Linked DNA regions of Sus scrofa: all the other regions are linked to region 1. The links are chromatin contacts, called in public HiChIP or PLAC-seq maps. All regions are on one chromosome and are shown on one strand. Each heading gives the region's core, a stretch centred on a gene start, on an enhancer-like site or on the middle of the called end of the contact. The rest is flanking DNA. Distances are from core to core; before and after follow the strand shown. Region 1 holds the start of CCDC51 (coiled-coil domain-containing protein 51). Region 2 holds the start of NCKIPSD (NCK-interacting protein with SH3 domain). Region 3 holds the start of SLC26A6 (solute carrier family 26 member 6).

The links. HiChIP or PLAC-seq counts read pairs in DNA pulled down with a chosen protein or histone mark.
Region 2: an H3K27ac HiChIP or PLAC-seq map of alveolar macrophages shows a contact between it and region 1. The contact joins the promoter of NCKIPSD here to the promoter of CCDC51 in region 1. A contact is called at or near these places in 1 of 5 promoter capture datasets (fetal liver) and 1 of 2 datasets of contacts at active chromatin or transcription factors (alveolar macrophages).
Region 3: a contact with region 1 is called in an H3K27ac HiChIP or PLAC-seq map of alveolar macrophages. The contact joins the promoter of SLC26A6 here to the promoter of CCDC51 in region 1. A contact is called at or near these places in 1 of 5 promoter capture datasets (fetal liver) and 1 of 2 datasets of contacts at active chromatin or transcription factors (alveolar macrophages).

Annotation. Positions count from the first base shown.
Region 1 is chr13:31,152,285-31,154,971 of Sscrofa11.1, forward strand. It overlaps CCDC51 (coiled-coil domain-containing protein 51), which reads right to left and starts at 1,316. Exons shown (of 4, transcript XM_003132182.4): 1 at 1,208-1,316. It overlaps LOC100521518 (a long non-coding RNA gene), which reads left to right and starts at 1,330. Exons shown (of 4, transcript XR_306773.3): 1 at 1,330-1,445; 2 at 1,530-1,585; 3 at 1,668-1,755.
Region 2 is chr13:31,376,309-31,378,995 of Sscrofa11.1, forward strand. It overlaps NCKIPSD (NCK-interacting protein with SH3 domain), which reads right to left and starts at 1,376. Exons shown (of 13, transcript XM_021070642.1): 1 at 1,081-1,376. The coding sequence starts at 1,251.
Region 3 is chr13:31,329,212-31,331,898 of Sscrofa11.1, forward strand. SLC26A6 (solute carrier family 26 member 6) reads right to left here and starts at 1,334. Exons shown (of 21, transcript NM_001012298.2): 1 at 1,312-1,334. The coding sequence starts at 1,334. It overlaps CELSR3 (cadherin EGF LAG seven-pass G-type receptor 3), which reads right to left. Exons shown (of 36, transcript XM_021070639.1): 36 at 2,352-2,687.

The DNA of each region.
Region 1 (2,687 bases), core at 66-2,565:
CATTCAATCTATTAGCAAAAGCCATCTCTACCTCTGAAACTGAATACAGAATCACCCTTCCCTTTGCTCCTGCCACTGCTATCGCCTAGTCCCAGCGACCAACATCTTTTGCCAGGATTATACTAAGAGCCTCTGAAAGGTCTCCCTGCTTATACTCTCTAGCTCCGACTGTCAACGGAGTAGTGATCCCTTCAAAACACAAGTCAGACCATGTTTCTCTCTGCTCAAACCCTGCAAGGTTCTCCACTTGCCTCAAGGTAAAAGCCAAAATCTTGTCCATAGCCTAGAGGGCATTCAACACTTGGCTCTCCAACTTTCCTGACCTCATCTCCCACTGGTCTTCTGTTCCTGCTCTGCTCCAGTCACATGGAACACCCCCCACCCCCACCACGATTTATCAAGATAAAGCTGACATACATCATTGTATAAGTTAAAAGTGTACAATATGATGAGTTGATACATGTGTATACTGCTAAATGTTTACCACAGGAAGATTAGCTAACATATCCTTCACCTCACATTACTACCGTGCAAGGTTCTTCTTGATGTTGCACACTAGGTTATTCCAACTTCCAGGATCTTCACATTGCACCAGTTGTTCGCTATCCTATTGCTTGCTCAAATGTCAAAGCCATCCACTCCCACCCCAAGACACCTTACCTACTTTCTCCGCTTTATTTTCCCCCAGGCGCATATCACATGACCCAAGGTACGCATTTCACTTATCTACTTATATTCGGTCTCACCCACCAGAAGGTCAGCTTGACCAGAGCAAGATGAATGCCTGTTCCCTGCTGCACCCTCAGTGCCTAAAGTACTACCTGCATGGGTCACACTCAACAAAAACGTATTGGATGAATAAGCAGAGTTTGCAAAATGTCGCACCCCGGGCTGTATTACAAAACCCTAATTCCTTTCAGTGGCCTCCAAAGCTCTAGAACCAGGCGATCTAGCCCCAGCCCAATTCTGCCTCTTCCCTGGCATCTCTCTCCAGTCACGCTGTGTTTTCCTCGGTTCTAGGAACGTGTCCTAGCTTCAAGGCCTTTGCACAAACCCTTTCGTCTACCTGCAGTGCTTCCCTCATGAAGGGTCCCAAGCTTAGCGTCTGCGGTTAAGCATGCCTGGCGGCTTCCGGACCCTCCCGGAGCAAGACACTACCACCCACCCCCGCGCTTCGCCCTCCGCCCTCCGCCCTCCACCCCCGTACCTGAAGCGCTGGGCGCGGGATCCTCAACCTCAATCGAACGCCCGCCGCTCAGTTGATCTCTGACCCTTTAGTGCCTGCCCCCGCAGGGCCACTTCCGGCAGCGGGCACACAACTTCCGGACTCGGAGCCAATCAGCAGGTCTGCATGGAGGTATAGACGCAGGGGGTGGGACGCAGCGCTCCGCATCCGGTGGCAGGGTCTGGGGAAGGGGCGGTAGGCGCCATGTCGGGCCGCGAAGGTAAGTGTGCAGGGCCGGTGTGATGTGGCGGAGAGGGAGGGGACCCGGAGGGGGCCAGGCTGAGCGTGCTCGTGTCGCCCGCAGGTGGCAAGAAGAAGCCCCTGAAGCAGCCCAAGAAACAGGCCAAGGAGATGGACGAGGTGAGTGCGGGCGCGGAGGCGTGGACGGGAGCGAAGGGGCTGGGAAATCTGCCTGGAGTGAATCCGCTCTTCCTCTCTCTAGGAAGATAAGGCATTCAAGCAGAAACAAAAGGAGGAGCAAAAGAAACTCGAGGAGCTAAAAGCGAAGGCCGCGGGGAAAGGCCCCTTGGGTAAGTGAGATTGAGTAGAGCTCAGATAAACGTTTGAGCGTCATTCTGTATATTGGCCACGGCAGGTCAATGCCCTGCCTCGTTAGTGAGTTGCGAGGTCTCTGTTGCTGGTGTTGGTAGCGGTGGACAACCCTGGCCAAGCTTAGATTCGCAGCAGCAGAAAGAGCTGGAGCCAGACCTAGTTTAGGCTTCTCTTCCTTAGGAAAGTGGCAGAAATGGAAATACAGAAATGTGTATGTCTCAGTTACAAGTTCATACGGTAGAGTTTCCATATATCCTACACAGGTTCTTGCTCCAAATATGTATTCACTGCTTCTTTGTTGCTTATAACATTTCTTGATTTACTACTCTTAACTTTAACATATACTTTTGCATCCAGAGTCTTTTCGATCCTGAATGCCCCTAGAGTAATGGATAAAGTCCTGGCTCCTTGGCTGTGCTATTGCACAATATGCTTTTTTAACCTAATTCTCTACCATTCTGCCTCTTTTGTCTTTGTATAAGAGGAATTGATTATATATCAAAAGATTTTTAATCCCATTAGTCTCAGTACTTTTTGTTTTTCTTAAGTGCTGTTTACATTTATCAAACTAGTGGTTATTTCCTTGGCAGTTACCTATATCCTCTTGGATTGCTATGAGCCAGACTGGGGACAGTGAAGTCTAGGATGGTGGGAGTGTCCTTCAGGGCTTCTCTCAACATCTATTCTAGTGGGTTTATTCGTTTTTGTTTACACAGCACTGAGATTCTAGCTATTGAGATTCTTTCTCGGAGTGATGTGAGGTATTGTGCATAATCTGTGATTAGGTGTTGGGAGAAAGGCAATCCTTACTAAAGTCCTTTACTACTGGTTTCTTTTTCTTTTCTTTCTTTCTTTCTTTTTTTTTGGTCTTTTCTAAAAGGGCCACACCCGTGGCTTATGGACATTCCCG
Region 2 (2,687 bases), core at 126-2,625, 220 kb after region 1:
GATGGCATCTCCAAATTTATCCTGTTATTTCTGTCCTGAACTGGGCTGGGATAGGATGTCTCCTAAAGACTAGGGACTAGGATGGGGCGGAGGTGTCTGGCACAGGGCAGGCCTAGAGGCTCCAGGCCCTCCTTCCCCTGTGATCAGAATAGACCAGCTGGAGACAATGCACCCCAGCCCCCACACCAGGACTATTCTTGGGGAAACAGGAACTGGGACTGCAGCCTTTACTGGAAGGAAATGGGGCTACAGCCAGACCAAGGGAAGCCCTGGAGAGGTCTCACTTCCTTGCAATGGGAGAAGCCCCCACCCAGAGTGGGGATAAGGAGAGATGGAGCCCCTCACTTTCTGAGAAAGGAAGTCTGAAAAGTCAGGGCCTGAGGCTTGTGAAAGAAGGTAGAGAGAGTAGTGCCGGGGAGTGTCAGCAGGGACTGGGATCTCTGGCTCAAAGTGGGTTAGCAAATGTGTCTTAGGAAGGGTTTAGGAAATGAGAGAGTACAGGGTAGTCAAAGACATGAGGTCTAGGGGCTTGGGGGTTATTTAGGGGATGAGGCTTCTGGGTCCAAGTTGGGGTGGGGTGAGGGTATGGAGATGGCTGGAAACAGGAAGTGTCCAGGGTTTCCCAGGTCTCCGTGGTGGAAGCTGAGGGATGAGAAGCAAGCCTGTGGGATCCTGAGGATCCCAGGAAGGGGCTGATTAGGTCTGGGGTCTCAGTGATGTGTGGAACCGGTCAGAATTTGGTGTTGCTGGAATCTCAGGACTGACTCTTGAATTCTATTTGGATGGGGGTTCAGATGTTGGGTCCCGATGGGTCCGCGATCCCAAGGAGTCTTAGTACTAGATTTAGGCTTTGGTGGGTCTGGACTCCTCAGAGTTGGCTGTCAAGGGCATGGTCTTCTGTGGGGGTGCGGGTTCTTAGAGCCCCAGTCCTTGTGGCGGGGGTGGTCTCAGGGTCAGTTTCTCAAACTCCATTATCTGTTGGAGGTCCCAACGGACCTGGGGTGTCGGGTCAGCCTTGTGAGGCTGTTCTGGAGCTGACCTAGGGGCTGCAGAGGTCGGGCCAGGGAGGGGCACACTCACCTGCAGGCGGCGCAGGTAGGCGGGCGGCACGTAGCCCGTCTCGCCACTGCGCGCCCGCGCCGCCAGCCACCAGTGCGCGCTGCTGCGCTCCAGCACCAGGAAGGTCTCGCCCGCGGCGAACGCCAGCGCGTTGGGCTCCGCCGAGCGGAACGCGTACAGCGCGCGGTACATGGGGACGGGCCAGGCTGGGCCGGGGCGGGCCGGGGCAAGAGAGATGGCGAGGTCTGTGGATTCAGGACGCCAGGCCAGGAGCGCCTCGCCGCGCTCGCCTTGCCCCGTGACATACGGCGCGTGCGCGCGCGCGCCCGCCGCAGCCCCGCCCCGGGAGTGTGTCGGTCTCCGAGCAGAAGCGCGGAGCCCCCTGGTGGCCTAAAGCACTGGCGAGTCCATCGCCCTTTCTGCCAGTTCCGTGGGCTTCTGCAACCCTGCAAGCTCATGCCTCCCGACCTCCGCACCCTCCCTAGAACCCCAGCCTTAGCTTCTCTCGCCTAGCCCTCCACTCCCTTTATCCACTCAAGCCCAAGTGCTGCCGGCTGTGCTACTTTCCCAAAGTAGCGTTCTGCCTGCAGCCCAAAGGCAGAGCCAGTGTCCTTCGCAGATAGTCCCGTGAGTCCTGGCCACCCCGAAGGAGTGGGTCCTGACCTACTAATATAAAGGTCCCCGTGAAGGTAGTCCTGTTGTTGCATCTTGATACTTAAAGGCGTCAGTAGGGGCTGGGTCTCCACGGTATCTCTAGGCCTTCGGATCCCGCTTACCGCACCAGTGGTAGGCACTGGGGTGCAAGGAGGGGGCTTTAAAAACAAAACAAAAAAACCACAGCGTGGGGCCATTTCTCTGTCCAAAGTCCTCCCATCCTCCCTTCCCAGCCTACTGCCTCTCTCCCACCACTAGCATCCCTCTCCTTCTCTAATGTGGGTCTTTGCCTAGTTTCCTCTGCCTGGGACACTTCCCTCCCTCAAGCATAACGTTGCTGGGTGCTCGAACCCCTATAAATTGCTGTCACGTTGCTCTTTCTGTTGTCTCTGGCGACTTACAACTCCAGGTTATCTTGTTTCTGATGCTTCTCTAAGAGCAGACAGAAGGGCTAGTGGAGGGTGCGGAGTATGTGGCCTTAAGAGCTTGTTTGATTGGTTCACCTTCAAGTCAGCCTTGGGAGGATAAGGGCTGTGAGGGGAAACCCTCAGGCTCAGAGTCCTGGGGACCTCCTATTCCTGCCCAGGGGCTACTCCAGACACATTCCCTTTGGAAGTCTGGGCCCAGGGAACAGGGACTATAGGCACAACCAGGCCAGTGTATGCAGTCGGCCTGCTTTTGGACACAGTGGACATATGCATAGGTGGCCTTGGAGAGGTGATGGGAAGTTCAGGCAAAGGATATGTCTGCTAGAACTGGACATCCTGATCCTACCTTCCTGGCATTGGTATCGTGTCCTTCTTCCCAATATCTAGTTCTGCAGTTCAAGAACTACCACACTTCTTCCCTAAAATCTTCCTAGCACAGACGTAGGTCTCTTAGGAACTGCCCTGGCTAGAGCTATGTAAAGGATGAGACTAGCATAGCTATAGTGGGGTCCAGGACTGAGTAGGAGTGCTAAAAGGTAGTATGGC
Region 3 (2,687 bases), core at 84-2,583, 180 kb after region 1:
AGATAGCCCTTGGGCCTCCAGCTCAGGCCTAATCTGGGAAAGCCGGGGGATGCCTCTCACCTGGAGGGACATGTTCCCACCTGGAAAGGGAAGCTCCCATCAGAAGGGGGGACAGTCTCACCTAAGGGAAACTTTCATCTAAGAGGAAAATTTTTCACCAGCCTAGGTAAGTTTTGTACTGGGCAGAACCTCTGATCTGCCCAGTGGCAACCACCTGAATAAGGGGAAGGATCTCACTGGGGAATAGGAGATTTGGGGGGAGGGAGTTCTCACCTGGGAGGAAGCTGTCCCAGAAATAGTTGTGGTCTGGCAATAAGAGCTCTTAGAGGGGGAGCGCTTACCTGGGGGAAAGTTCTCACCTGCCAAAAAAGTTCTAATCTGGAAGGTATTCTCACCTAAGGGAAGATCTGATCTTGAGGAAGCTCCTACACATAATGGGAGAAAGCTCTCACCTGGGAAGGGATCTCCGGGGGCGGGAAGAATCTTACCCAGAGGGAGGCTCTGCCCTACTGGGAAAGCCTTCACCCCTGAGGAAAGTTCTGATCTGAGAGAAGCTCTTACCTAGGGTGAGCTTCCCACCCGAGGGGCAGAAACTCACCGGGAAAGAACTCTAACCTGATGTCCCGGCTAGAGGAAGGAGTGGTGGAGTGGGTGAGAGCACGATCCTCAGACTCTTGGCGAGTCGCGCCCGTCTCACAGAGATCTTTGAGCCCCCTCGCCCCTCCTCCGTGAGTCACTCGAGGTCTTAAAGGGCTCCTGCCCCCGCCACCACCAGCCCCCTTGCCCCCCCCCCCCCGCACCGGTGCTTGGAGGACCGGGCCTAGATACTTGGCCCCTCCCTCTGGGAGGGCCCTGCAACCAGAAGGGCCAGAGTGCTCATTCCCCGACCAGTTGCATCACTGGACTCAGGTCCCCGCTATGGGCATTCTTGTAGCCACGTCCCGGGCCCAACGTGCCGCCCCGGAGCACCTCCTAGGCCGGTACTCCTCCACACGCAGCTGCCTCCTGGTGGCAGCCAGCTAGCCCCTGGACAACGCTAGAGGGGCTTTCCGCACTGCCCGTAGGGGTTGGGGCCGCACCGGTTCCCACCCCATCCCTCGCTATGGTTGGGCAGGTGTCTGCAGAAAATCGCCAAAACAGTAAACCGAGGCGCGTCAGGCGGGAAGTGCCTGCTAGGGACTCGGCGATCCCTTCAGAGCTAACCCAAGCGGGGCGCCTGCTCGGGGGCCTAGGGGTGGTCCGCGCCTCGGACACCGGACACCTCGCGGACTCGGACACCGGGAACAGGGGCCGTGCCCTGTACTCACTCACCCAGGCGCTTCTGACAGCCCCATTGCGGGTGGGCGGCGGAGATGCAGCAGCTCCTAGGTCTCCGGCAAGAGGCCGCTACGGCCCAAAAGGCGGGGCCGGGACGGAGGCAAGGCCTGGGGCGCGCTCCCAGCAGCCAATCCTCAGGCGGGACGGGGAAGGCTTGGGCCAGTCAGCGTGCCGGGGCGGGGCCTAAGGGACAAGGTCGCGGCGCTGAGAAGCAGAAGGAGGGAGATTTAACCCCTTCCTTCCCGAGCGCCTTGGTTTGCGCTCCCCCTCGTGGCTCGCCTAGCTTGTCTCCCTGAGCTGTAGTTAACTAAAGGACAGGGACTAAGGATCCGAGCTGGCCCGGTACCTGCGGCCCTAGGTCCCAGAGTGGGACGGGACTAATACCAGGTCCTGGCTTCTTGCCCAGTGTCCTCGCAGGACGTCTAGGGGCGCGGCTGGGACGTCTAGGAGCCTTAGTTCTCCTTGAGTTATTCAGGTCCACGGGGCATGGCATGTCTCTGACACGGAAGGGGCTCAAAAGGCCTCCCTTTAACTCTGGACACGCGGACCTGAAAGGCTGCGAGGTTCCCCTCCCCGGCACAAAGCTCAGACCGGGAATCAGGCCTGAAGGCTTCTGCTTGATTTCTGGAGGAACGCGATGTCCTGGCAGCTTCAAGTCTGAAGGGTGACAGGAGTCAATACTGTCAATGGACTGAGGGCAGTTCCTAGGGTTCTTTTGAGGGCTAGGGCAAATGCCAGATCAGGGCTGCAGGCCCTGCAGACTTAGGAAGCCGTCAAGTTGCTGCCTTGAGAAGGCCTTATTCTCAGCACCCGCACTCAAACTTCAGGCCCAACCTCAAGGCGACCAGATAGAATATGGGATGAAAGCGTTAGGAATCTGGTCCAAATCTTCAGATGAAATGAGCTAAAAATAGCCAAATAGCCTTGGGGAAGTGGGGGGGGGGGCAGTGCTCAGATTTCTCCCAAAGGTCAGCCTGGTCTGAATCATAGTCATCCTGCTACCCACCCCACCCCCAAACAGAAAGAGGCAATAACCATTTTCTATAGAAGTTTATTCCCAAAACAGAGCGCGGCTTCACGGAACAATTTACACAGACAGGAAAAGGAGCCACTGGGCTGGAGGGGGGACCCCCAGACAGAGAGGGGCCTCTATAGAACCTAGGACATAGCAAGGACAATCCACTCTCCCCACAGCAGGCTCCTCAACCCTTCATGGGCTGAGGTCACTCTGGGTAAGGAGAGCTGGAGTCCTGGCTGGCGGGATTTGGCACCAGTCAGTAAAGCAGAACTTTTAATCTCCTTGGAGACTGCCTCCCAAGAGTATGAGTGAAGGAGGGAGGGGTCTGCATGTACCCTCCACAACCCTGCGC